Linked DNA regions of Mus musculus: regions 1, 3 and 4 are each linked to region 2. A link is a contact called in public HiChIP or PLAC-seq data. All regions are on one chromosome and are shown on one strand. The core of a region is the stretch at or near the end of the contact, and the rest is flanking DNA. Distances in the headings are between cores, read along the strand shown. Region 1 overlaps Etl4 (enhancer trap locus 4). Region 2 overlaps Etl4 (enhancer trap locus 4). Region 3 overlaps Etl4 (enhancer trap locus 4). Region 4 overlaps Etl4 (enhancer trap locus 4).

What was found. HiChIP or PLAC-seq counts read pairs in DNA pulled down with a chosen protein or histone mark.
Region 1: a contact with region 2 is called in an HNF4G HiChIP or PLAC-seq map of pancreatic cancer cells. The contact joins two enhancer-like sites. A contact is called at or near these places in 2 of 484 Hi-C or Micro-C datasets (the AML12 cell line and embryonic stem cells), 2 of 115 datasets of contacts at active chromatin or transcription factors (embryonic stem cells and pancreatic cancer cells) and 1 of 9 other capture datasets (adipose tissue).
Region 3: a contact with region 2 is called in an H3K27ac HiChIP or PLAC-seq map of embryonic stem cells, with 7 read pairs. The contact joins two enhancer-like sites. A contact is called at or near these places in 4 of 484 Hi-C or Micro-C datasets (the AML12 cell line and embryonic stem cells), 4 of 115 datasets of contacts at active chromatin or transcription factors (embryonic stem cells and pancreatic cancer cells) and 1 of 9 other capture datasets (embryonic stem cells).
Region 4: an H3K27ac HiChIP or PLAC-seq map of extraembryonic endoderm stem cells shows a contact between it and region 2. The contact joins two enhancer-like sites. A contact is called at or near these places in 2 of 484 Hi-C or Micro-C datasets (both in embryonic stem cells), 5 of 115 datasets of contacts at active chromatin or transcription factors (embryonic stem cells, extraembryonic endoderm stem cells and pancreatic cancer cells) and 1 of 9 other capture datasets (adipose tissue).

Annotation. Positions count from the first base shown.
Region 1 is chr2:20,752,024-20,754,861 of GRCm38.p6, forward strand. All of the region lies in intron 7 of Etl4 (enhancer trap locus 4), which reads left to right. Among named protein-coding and RNA genes, the nearest start is that of Arhgap21, 210 kb to the right of the region's middle. Within about 2 kb of position 1,463, at least 51 of the 459 cell types and tissues checked have an H3K27ac peak or open chromatin away from gene starts, as enhancers often do. A contact at or near this core is called in embryonic stem cells and pancreatic cancer cells, where this site is marked.
Region 2 is chr2:20,546,417-20,549,235 of GRCm38.p6, forward strand. The region is part of intron 3 of Etl4 (enhancer trap locus 4); the gene reads left to right. Among named protein-coding and RNA genes, the nearest start is that of Gm17171, 210 kb to the left of the region's middle. Within about 2 kb of position 1,450, at least 109 of the 459 cell types and tissues checked have an H3K27ac peak or open chromatin away from gene starts, as enhancers often do. A contact at or near this core is called in embryonic stem cells, extraembryonic endoderm stem cells and pancreatic cancer cells, where this site is marked.
Region 3 is chr2:20,778,253-20,781,215 of GRCm38.p6, forward strand. Etl4 (enhancer trap locus 4) reads left to right here. Exons shown (of 22, transcript NM_001081006.1): 12 at 2,690-2,820. Among named protein-coding and RNA genes, the nearest start is that of Arhgap21, 190 kb to the right of the region's middle. Within about 2 kb of position 1,624, at least 18 of the 459 cell types and tissues checked have an H3K27ac peak or open chromatin away from gene starts, as enhancers often do. A contact at or near this core is called in embryonic stem cells, where this site is marked.
Region 4 is chr2:20,688,248-20,690,947 of GRCm38.p6, forward strand. All of the region lies in intron 4 of Etl4 (enhancer trap locus 4), which reads left to right. Among named protein-coding and RNA genes, the nearest start is that of Arhgap21, 280 kb to the right of the region's middle. Within about 2 kb of position 1,369, at least 27 of the 459 cell types and tissues checked have an H3K27ac peak or open chromatin away from gene starts, as enhancers often do. A contact at or near this core is called in extraembryonic endoderm stem cells, where this site is marked.

The DNA.
Region 1 (2,838 bases), core at 213-2,712, 210 kb after region 2:
TCCAAAATACCAGGGAATGGCCACTATAAAGTCTGAGCTACTTTAAACAAACCAGCTTCTCCAGAGAAACAGATGTTACCTGTCACTAGTTAGGTCCAATTAAAACACGACTGTCTCTCCAGAGGTGTTGTCAATCAGAAGCCTTGAGTCTGGCTCAAGGAAAATGGAGTCGCCCCAAGCAATTTAACATTCAGACAACTCTTTTTGGTTCCCAAGCAGAACCTCTCCAAAGAGAAGAATCAAGGCTTAGGGACAGATCCAGCCTCCAGGAAGCTGTAGAAATCAGTGTGATTGCCCTGGGCCTGAAAACAAGGCTCGTCTATGTAACTCAGGCTCTCGTGATGCCCACACCATGTCTTAGCTGGGTTAGGATTCATTGTCTCTCCAATTGATGGTCAAGTGGGTGACATTTATCCTTATTTAAACTCTAGGCCTTAGTTTTCATGAATGATGTGATTCAAAATAACAGCTAACTGTAAGCATCAATTCCTGCTTTCCAAAAGTGGTAGGTCTTTTTTATTTAAAAAAAAAAACAAAAACTAATATTACTTACTGTACTGCTGTGAAAGAAGTCATGCCCTCCTTGTCCACCCTCAGAGACAAAAGGGGTTTGGAGGCCACTTGTCCTGAAGCCTGACTTTACAGAAAATAAAAAGGAGAGACAGTCCAGAATGTGATAACTGGAGCCATTTGAATAAACTGGGGTCTCGACATGATGCTGCCTCTATGCTGTTTGTAATAAAGGTAATAGGGCCCTACTTCCTCTATCACCCACGAGCCACTAGAAAGGTGACAGGCAGTAAGAACATTAGGGCGGTATCAGATAAGAAATGTCTTCCTTCTTTATCTGAGTCGTTCTTTTTGGATTGGTTTGGTATGGTATCGTATGGTATGGTGTGGAGTGCTGACTAAAATCTCAAGAGTTTTGCCTACCACTGCCTCCTGAGTGCTGAGATTAAAGCCGTGTGCTACCACTACCACAACCCAGCTTTGAGTCATTTTATTTCTCTGGCCTTCATGCTAGAATTTTATAGATTAAGTAGGTAGGAGCCAGGCACAGGAGACACACGTGTAATTCCCAGAAGCTCAGGAGGCTGAGGCACGAAGATCAGGAGTTAACAACAATGCAGACAATGATGGGAAATCCTGTCAAAGAAAAGGCTGACTCCTATGAGGATGTTCCTCCACTCACCCACCCACTCCAGAAAAGGCTGGCATGGGGGACCTTGTTTTCTCAGGCACCCGAGGGCCTTTCCCCATAGTGCTGTCAGTTGCAGATAAATAATAATCTGTAGCAGGAGTGAACAACTATTTCTACCAGTTTGTACCTGTACTTAACAAAAGAAAAAAGAAATGCCATTTCAGAGCGTGAATATTGAAGTGCACCCTCAGGGAAGAGAAAGAAACTTCAAAATTGATTTTGTGTTGGCTCATTCTGGGGTGTGGTAGCTAGAGTCACCGCCTGGCAGAGCCAACAGGAAATGAAACGCTTTACCCTGGGCTGTGTGTCACCATAGCCAGAAAGCCATAGTCCCTGTATTCTGCAGTCAAACTAGTGATGTTTCCTAAGAACCCTTCCTTTGCTGATATTCAGTGTCTGCTGTAACATTAAGGGATCACCCATCATGGGTTCTGTGCAGTGCTAAGGAAATAAGTACAGACCCCATTTTGTGACTCAGAAAGTCCGGTAATCAAGAAAAGTCTCTTCGATATAAAATCAGAAAGCTATCACGTTATGCTGCCACCCAGATCCAGAAAACAACTAAGTCTCGTCACTTGACTTGGGGCTATTTTCAGGTCCCAACTAGTACAGTCTGCTCACAGAAAGTAAACTGTGAAGGAGATTAACTGCTGGGAGTGTTTCCCGACTGCATTTACTGTGCTGGGAAGAGCCTCATTGGGCTTCAGTACACCTTAGGAGCCCTGGCCTGGGTGTGTCTGAGCTTTGATCCACTTGCCTGAACTTGGCACACCCTTCTTTTCCCCTTTCAGTCAGGATCACTGAACCAGAATGGGAAGAATTATGAGTGCCAAATAAGTTCCTCCTAACTGCAACTCTAGGATCCCAATTTCTGCTGGATTTTAGACATGATCTTTCTAGGAGACCAAGGGCATCTCTGTTAACAATGGCAGAGTCTTTTGACTCTGTGACCTCTCAGTATTGAGACTTGAGATGTGTGTGTCTTTGCTATCTTTGTAACAAAATATCTAAGGCTAAGGGGAAGGGCCCATGGATCATGGGTTCAGAGATTCCAGTACATGTTCACTTAACCCTGTCACCTTGAGCCTGAGCTGTACTTTTATCAAAGTGACGTATGTATCAGAAGACGTCTTTGTAATTTATGGCAGCCAGGAAGCAAAGCAAGGCAAAATGAGCCAAGGTCACGTATTCCTGTCAAGAGCATACTCACCCACTTCCTAAAGCTCGCACTCCCCCAGTCCTACCACAGACTAGGAATGAATCCTTTACCACACCAGCCTTTGGGAGACATTGAAGATCCAAATGCTGGCAGACCTTTGGCATCCTCAGCCATGATCTCCACTGCATGTGTGCTGGCCCCTGGGTCTCAACTTAGCAGGGACTTACCTGCTTTGAAGACTGCATTTGTGGTTGCACCTGCATGGTGCTTTCAGGATGGTGTCTTAGTTGCTTAACTTGTCCCCAGTAGGGTAACTTTGAGCAGAAATGGAAAATGAATAGATTAGTTACTTGCAAGGCTTCAAGCATAGCAAGAGGACCTGGATTCTGGTGTTCTGTTGACTTCATCCCTTAACAGCATCTTTAGTTAATTAGGGAGTGTTTCCTCTCATACCGTAGAAACAGGGCGTGAACAAGCA
Region 2 (2,819 bases), core at 200-2,699:
GTTCTTGGTTCCCTTCAAAGGTAATGTCCCATCTGTTGACTGTGAACTGGGGCAATGTAGAACTCAGATCTGTCAGGGCTATTCACTGATCCAAAGACCTTCCCTTTCCTTTACAGAAAGAGCCACTTCCGAGTTTTTGAAGCCAGTGCTTTGCTTTCTGCAGAGGACAATGTGAGCTTGGCATAGTGTAAAGGTTAACACTTGCTCTCTGGCCTCTGAGGGCAGGTGCTGCTGAGCCTTGTGCAGCTTGCTGCAGGGTGCTGGGGAATGAGAGCTGCTGGATCCTGCAGCAAGGCAGCATCCGGCTGTCTCCGGCACCGTGGTATTGTGTCTGATCCCATTCAGTCTCGCTGAAGTCCTTTATGCTGTGGCGCCTGACAGCCAATTGATAATGGTCTGTAAACTCTGGTGGATTTGGAGCAGGTCCATGCAAACGTTTCAGTGGCAGGCATCAGCAGTTTTAAACCCGTGTCTGTGCCACATTTGGAAGTGGAAAGAAGGAGTAATTAGCTCAGCATCATAACCAGGAAGTTTTCGGGACAAGTAGGGATTTTATTTTTTAAAGAATGTAATAGTAGAGCTGGAGAGATGGCTTAATGGTTCAGAATGCTTGCTGATGCTGCCTAGGACCCAAGATCCCTTCCCAGCACCCACATGATGGCTCATAGCTATCTGTATCTCCTGTCCCAGAGGCTGTGATGCTGCCTTCTGGGCTGCAGGCAGTGGGGCACACATGGTACACATATAAACAGGCAAACAAGCGAAGCACCCATCCACAAAACTAAAAGCAATTTAAAATCTTTAAAAAACAATCTGAGATAGTGAAAATTGCATACGTGTTTGTCCAGCTACTTGTATAAGCTTGGGAGACATGCACATGCTTGCTAGGAAAGGGTTAAAAATGTCTGTACCTCCTCCCACCTCTACAGCCACAGGCCACAGGCAAATGTACACAGCTGCACCCGCACACACAGACACACACTCAGGTAAGGAACCTGTTTTGCAGGTTTTCCTGGTTAAAAGTAGGTAGGGGGTTGGTGGCGGGGAAGAGCAGGAAAACCTTACAAGTGCAGACTGAAGATTTTTCAAAGTAACTTTACCCGGTAGAGAGAGGCACACTTGTGCCACTGTGAGGTTTTTTTTTTTTTCTTCCTCTTGCACTGATTAAGTGCATTGTTAGACAGGGAGGGGCAGATTAGCGAATGCCTATAATTTTGATCATTGTTTTCTGCAAAACAGCTCAGGCTTTGAAAACGAAGCCACCGTTTTTTTGGTTCCCTTGCTGCCAACAGCACAAATTACACCGCGCAAAGATCCCGAGCCCGGCTGAAAGGTTTCATTAATGAACAATTTCAGATGATTGTTTCAGTCTTTACTTGACAGGTAACGTTGGCATGTAGGCAGGTGGTGTTAAGGTTTCCATGGAGATTTATGATGTCATGCTTGAAAGAGCATGTCAAGACAGCCAGTTTAACAAGTAGTTACTCAAAAAGTCCTATAGGCTACAAATAGGCTTTATGCAAATGAGGAGAGTTTCACTGGGAAAAACTGCAAAAGAAAACAGCCGAGGCATGGAGGGGGGTTTACCTGACAGCTCGGAGGACGGATGAGTCCGAAGACCATTAGATTTGTAAAGTTTCAGAAGATGAACTAGGATTTCTTCTTTCGCCTCTGCCTCACCTGTGGAGTGCTTGGTACAGGTAAATGCATGTGCTTTTTTTTTCCTGTTTTTTTTTTTTTTTTTTTAATTTCCAGTTATTGCCAAAAGGTTATTTGGAAACCCTGTGGTCTGTTGTGAGCATTGTTCACTTGGCAGGAAGAATGGAGTCTATAAGCATAGCTTTTTCACACGGAGTGTTCCAGCTTTGGGGCTATCTTAAGGGCTTTTTTTTTTTTTTTTTTGGTTGTTGTTGTTGAATGAACTGAGATTTTTGAATAGAGCTGAAAAACAAGTAATGTATTACGTATTATGCTGATTGTGCCCATGGAGAATGCTGCAGGGACAGACGACACAGAGAGGGACTCACAGGATGACTGAGCATCAAGATACTGTATACATTTGTTGACTGTTCCCAGATGCTGCGCGCATGTGTGTGTGTGTGTGTGTGTGTGTGTGTGCACGCGTGTGTGTGTGTGCATGCACACGCATCTGAAGGTAAGACTCTGGTAATTCTGGATTTTCATTTTGTAAAATATGAAAACTAAAATCTTTGGAATATCTAGGAAATAACCTGGGACTCAGATTTATAAACAGGGCCCTTCTGTTTTCAAATGTGCTTGCATGTTTTGTTTTTTTGTTTTCCTTCATAAAAATGTTCGCTAAGGGGGAGGGTATAGGGGACTTTCGGGATAGCATTTGAAATGTAAATGAAGAAAATACCTAATAAAAAATTGGGGAAAAATGTTCTCTAAGACTGGAAAAAAATTAACTGTGCTGGAGTTATTAGTTTGGGAACTTTTAAGAAACTAGCTGTAAATAGCAGGATGGATGAAAGAAAGAGGAGGGAAAAGTTAATAGTTAGAAAGCTCGCTTCCAGACAGAAGCCTGGTCACCTGGTAGTGGAGGCAGGTGGATGGCCCTGTAGCCTTGATGGGTACAGACCCCTCAATTGGCAGCAGAGGAGACATCTCCTGCTGTTAACTGTTCTATGAGCAGTTAAGCTCCCCCTCTTCAAAAGAACATGGAGAAAATTCATTTGTTTCTTTCCAATAATACAAGGATTAAAGTCTGAGCTCAAGGTACCTGGAACAGGGAAACTAGGGACTTTTAAGACAAAACCTGCTTTGAAACTGTTTTGAATATGTAAGCACGGAATCAG
Region 3 (2,963 bases), core at 374-2,873, 230 kb after region 2:
AGCTGGTATTTCTCTCCCTCTCTTTAATGAGCACCTATTGTGTAAGCTAGAGATCTGCTGAGCCTGGTATCTTTGTCCCAACTGTCCCTCCTTTAAGGTCTGGGAAACTCAGCAGGCCCCATGACAGTATATCTCTGGGCCAGGAAAATGTGGGGCATCCTTAGAAAACCACAGGGTTGGGGATTGGCAGGAGAATTGGGTCCATGGTCCTAATCACATCTCACAGTTGAACGGTATCATTCTCCTTGGCTTGGTGTCTTCTATGGGTCATACTCCTGCTTTGGAGACCTGCTTGGTACCTGTCTAGGCTGTGCTTGCAAAGACTGTAAGATCATGGGAGCCCACAATAGACCCTGAAAACCAACTCTAGAAAGTTGTCTTCTGCCTTCTGCATGCACAGTCACACAACACTAATTTAAAAGTTATGGAATACATATATATCTCCTTAATATTATCATATCTGTTTCTTATACCTTAAACAGACATAGACTAGGGTAACTGGGTGGATCCGTATGACAGGAGAGCGAGCTTAGGTAAGATATTCTAGAACCTGGCTCAGGGCTACTGAGAAGTAACGCCTGCTCTTTGCTGGCCCTTCTCTGTCCCTTTCCCTTCCTTCTAAATTCCAGAAAAGAAATACTCTGGTAGAACTGTTAGGCTTGGGTCCTCTGAACATGAGGACAGAGGAGTGAAAGTGGGGATTAAAGAACAGAAAAAAAAAATGAGTCAATATCTTTCATGGTTTTCTACTTGGAAATAACAGCTTCTAATAAGAGTCAGACTAAGTTCAGTTTAACAAACAATGGGCTTCTTTTCAACAAAGGCAGAATAAAAAGCAGCTTAAGGCCATGCTGAAATCTGGAGGCCCCATGAATGTCTGACGTCTTCTTGAGCAAAGCCTACCTATTTCAAAAGCCCATTGATGACTTTCAAAAGGCCGTCTGCACTCATTTTCAGCAGCACTGTCTCTTTTTCAATCTCTGAATTAATAAAAGTGGCCTTCAGAGCTCGAAATAGGAATCACAAGCACATGAATTGGCAGAATAATGGTGTCAGAGGTTCCCTGCTGCCCGTCAAAGGGGAGCAGAGTTTGGGGAACTTTGGGTTGCAGGGATATGATGCGCAGGAGGCAGACTGGGTAAGAGAAACTAAAATAGGAGTTTATCTGGATGGAGTGGCTTTGGGTCATGGAACATCTCCTTGGAGGAGTATTTGCATATTGACCAGTTTGTGGGTGGTTGAAGGAACTGGGGGCCCTGGAGTCTTAGCTTGGAAGGGCTTCATCAAAGCCTGAAAGAATGCAGGAGACTGCTTGGTCTACCAGGGAACCTCCCTCACCAATGGACCATTTAGAGGTCTGACAAGGATTGGCCCAGCTCCACCCCAAGGAGCAGCAGCTGCATGTGCCCTGTAGGTATGCTCACCTAACACCAGGTGTGTTTAACAGATGCAGACCCTAACGGGGCATCCTTTCATCAGAGATTTCTGTATCAGAATGGCTGGCATCACCAAATACTTCATCCCCCTGCTCAGAAGAGGTCAGATGTGTCACGTGTGACTTCATCCTTGTTGAATGTATGTCCTGCCCTGCTGGACTCCCTCCTGTGGCTGCATTAGCTCCTTTCTACTCACTCACCTAGAGGAAAGGGCCCATGTCTTGTGAGGCCATCCTCTCCTCCACTAAGGCGCCAGGAAGTACAGCCGCCATTCACTTACTGCCACCTAGTGGTCTTGCATTTCTTAGCACCCTCGTCCTTTAAGAGCTTTCTCTTGAATTTGCAGGCAACTTGAAAGGATACAAACACATCTGGGCAAATTGTTTTTGTTGTTTCAAGTGGAAGAATATAACTTGGCTGTGTTGGAGTTGATATCTGTTCTCTCTCTCCATCCCAACCCCTCCATCCGTCCCTCCCTCCCTCCAGAAATCAGATCTCTAAGTTCTTAGTTGTGAGAGAAGAGAGACAGTCATTAATGATGGGACAGTCAGGTACACTAGAGAGAGGCTATCCATTAGGGGATTTTGAGGGCAGTTTTGCTCTCTCTTTCCCAGGGATATTTGACCATGTCAAGGGACATTCACATGTGTCACAAATTATTGGAATTTGTGATTGCTTGCTACTGCTACTCAGCAGGAAGGGGCCAAGGATGCACATCCTTCATTGTGTAAGACAGCCCTGCACTAAAAATGAAGCTATATGGTTCAAAATGTCAGGTACTAAAATTGAGAAACCTGGTTGTCTAAAGTGAGCTAACACACTTCACTGTAGTACTGGTTCATACCCCCCTCTTAGGCTACCCCCAGCCCCCATCTTCTGCCTCCATCCTAATCTATCAGGACTCTCTCCCCTCTGTCTTTCTCTCCCTCCATTCCTGGTCACCAAGTGTGCACATTGTTCTCTTGGCTGGCATGAATACAACTGAAAGTTAAGAATGTATCAAGTGCCCACTCCACCCCCACCCGGGACCAATCTGAACCACAAATGACAGACACGGGAGAGCTCTCCCGTTGCTACCTTACATAGCCATGCAATATTGCAAAGCAAACTACTATCGACTGTGCTCCCACCTCCTCCTTGGAAGCTTAAGATAGGGCTGGGACACAGCAGAAAATGGGAGAGCCCCTGCTCCTGCACGTGTCCTTTCTGAGACCCTCCATGCTCAGTTCCATCTGCTCTCTGCCTCCCCACAGTGAGCTGGAGGACTTTGTTGAGGACTTGAAGAAGGACTCTTCCTCCACTGGCAGAGTGGTGACCCTGAAAGATGTGGAAGATGGGGCTTTCCTCCTGCGACAAGTGGGAGAAGCTGTGGCCACTCTCAAAGGTGAGCCTTCCACTGGAAGTGTGTTGCTTGGAATGTTTATGAAGCTTTCAGCTGGGCGGTGGTGGCGCACACCTTTAATCCCACCAATTGGGAGGCAGAGGCAGGCGGATTTCTGAGTTTAAGGCCAGCCTAGTCTACAGAGT
Region 4 (2,700 bases), core at 119-2,618, 140 kb after region 2:
ACTCATGCACACAAACATGCACATGCAAACTCATGCACACACACACAGGGCAGGGGGAAGTTCATCTAATTTTTCACAAAGCTGCTTTGTTCAAGCATCTTCTCATAGCAATGGCATGAGATGGCAACCATTGCAGGGATAAGGGACAGGAAGCCAAGGATTCTGTGTGTGCCTAGGGAAAATGGCATATGAAGAAGAATGATATGATGGGCAGATTGTCAAGATCCTGGGGAAAAGGTAACATTCTGAGGAGATGGGGTGGGATTGAGTGTGCTGAACCATCCATGGATCTGGATGATGCTGGTTCTCAGATGTATGCATTCAGGGCTGGAAGGAGAGACAGAAGGGATGGCCAAGGAACCATGAAACAATGAAAACCAGACTCTTCACTTAGAAGAGTGCTTCCTGGAGGAGGGTGTCAAATGAACAAAGGCATGGTGAGAGAATAAAATGGTCAAGGCGTTTCTGGAAAATTGAAAGGAGTATGGCTTTGGACAAATCATGTACTGAAGTTAAGGGTAAGGCAAAATAAAGAAAGCTAGGAACACTGAAAGGCCATCCAGAGGAGCTAATGACAATTCTTCCCCACCAGGCATAGCAGTGCAAATCATAAATCCCAGCACTCTGGAGGCAGAGGCAGGTGAATCTCTTAAGTGTGAGGCCAGCCTTGTCTACATATTGAATTCCAGAATATCTAGGGCGACACAGTAAGATTCTACCTTTAGGAAAAAAATGTAAGAAAATTCTTAAATTTATTTGAACACCATTGACATCCATACACTTGAACAAATGTTAGTATGATAAAAGAATAGGAGATCACTAAAACCAGCCAACATCACTTCCTGGAAGTATGATTTCCTAGGCATTGTTTCTGGTGTGGAAACCTGCTGTCATCTCTCTTCCTTTATAATTCTTCCAGAACACTGGCTTATCCTCTTCTCATTGATAAGGAGCAGAGGCTAAAGGGAGTGAATTATGTACAGGTCAGAGACAAACATGGTAAACTACAATAACTGTTGCAAGAATAGAGTGGTGTCATTATTGAGCCTCACAGAGCCATGGTAGGTGGGATTAAACTGCACCCAGAGCCTGAATAGCTTGCCTTCTCTCCACTCACTTTGCTAAGACTACTTAGTTATCTTCCAGCTCATGACCTTGTTTCTTCTCTTGGTAGCAGCAATCTTCAGAAAGAGGCCACGGTGCTTATGCAAACGCCCAGGTCACTCCACACCAATCTTCTGTTCAAGACATGACAGGAACCATCATCAAAGCACCACAGGGAAGTCAGAGCACAAGCCCACACTCTAGACAGCTTTGTCACCTGACAGCACTGCTTCACCCTGCAGCCTAAGCTCTGAAGTCTCTTAATAGCCCAGCTAATTGCTTGCAATCTCCCGCCCTTTGAGCTTTGTTTCCCTGGCCTGAGATAGTCTTGGGACACTTGAACAATGTTTCCTTTGTCTGATCTTCATTCATGTCATTTTATCTGAAGAGGGTCTCTGAGCACTCTGGGAAATTCCCCTTCAGTTAAACTTGTCTAGAACCTGCCTGATTTCCAGACAGAACACTGGTGACTACCGGGCATAACGTCTCAACATTTGTTTATTAATACACTGCCCATCTCTCTCTGACTGGCAGGAGGAGTCCACAAACCTATTTTATTCACTGCTGTTTTACAAACTGTGCTATATAAATGAATGCGTTTGAATGGATAGCGTTTCAGTTTCTATTGGATTTCATATTCCCTGTTAATTAATCCAAGGAAATAAGAGTCACAGGAGGACATTTATTTTCTTGTCCATATAATCCCCAAGAGGCCAATTTTCATACCTACATAGCCCAACCCATTTTGCCTTTATACCTGTGTCACTTGTTACTGGTCTGTTTGATTAGTGAAGCTCAGTATGATACCTGACTTGATGTATGATATGTACTCTGATGGAGTGATTGATTGATTGATTATTAACTCTAGGCTTTTCTTCCTGACCACTTTGTTCCCAGGAATAACAACTTTGAGACTAATTACTTATTAATAAATGCTTAGGCCTTGGTTCTCTTTCCTAACTAACTCATGTGTCAATAATCCAGTTTATTCTATTCTAAGTATGCCACATGGCTGGCTACCTTTTTCTCATGTGTTTCATGAGGTGTTTCATATGTCTGTCTCCTCACAATTCCTTGGCAAATCCCTGGTTCACTTAACTCCCAGAATTCTCTCCCTCCCTGATGGATGTTCCACGTTCTAATTCTGCCTTAGCTCATTGGCCATAGCCTTTTTTATTGATAGGTGATGCTAATAAGAGATTCTCTCTATACCTGATTGATTGAATTGATTGATTTTTTTTTTTTTTAATAGTGCTCACTATGTAGCCCAGGCTTGTCTGGAACTCGCTATGTGGAGGAGGCTAGCCTCAGACTTATAGTTACCCTCCTTTTGAGGGTGTGTATGTCACCATGCTTGATTTATATAACATACCCTGTAAAAATTTTTTTTCTTTTTATGTTTATGGGTGTTTGTGTGTATGTCTGTGCACTTTGTGTGTACAGCTCCTGTGGAGACCAAAAGAAGGTGCTGGGCTCCCTGGAACAAGAGGTACACAGTTGTGAGTTGCCATGTGAGTGCTGGGAACTGAACCTGGATCCTCTGGAAGAGCAGCCAGTGCTATAGACTGCTGAGCCATCTCTCCAGCATGAAAATAG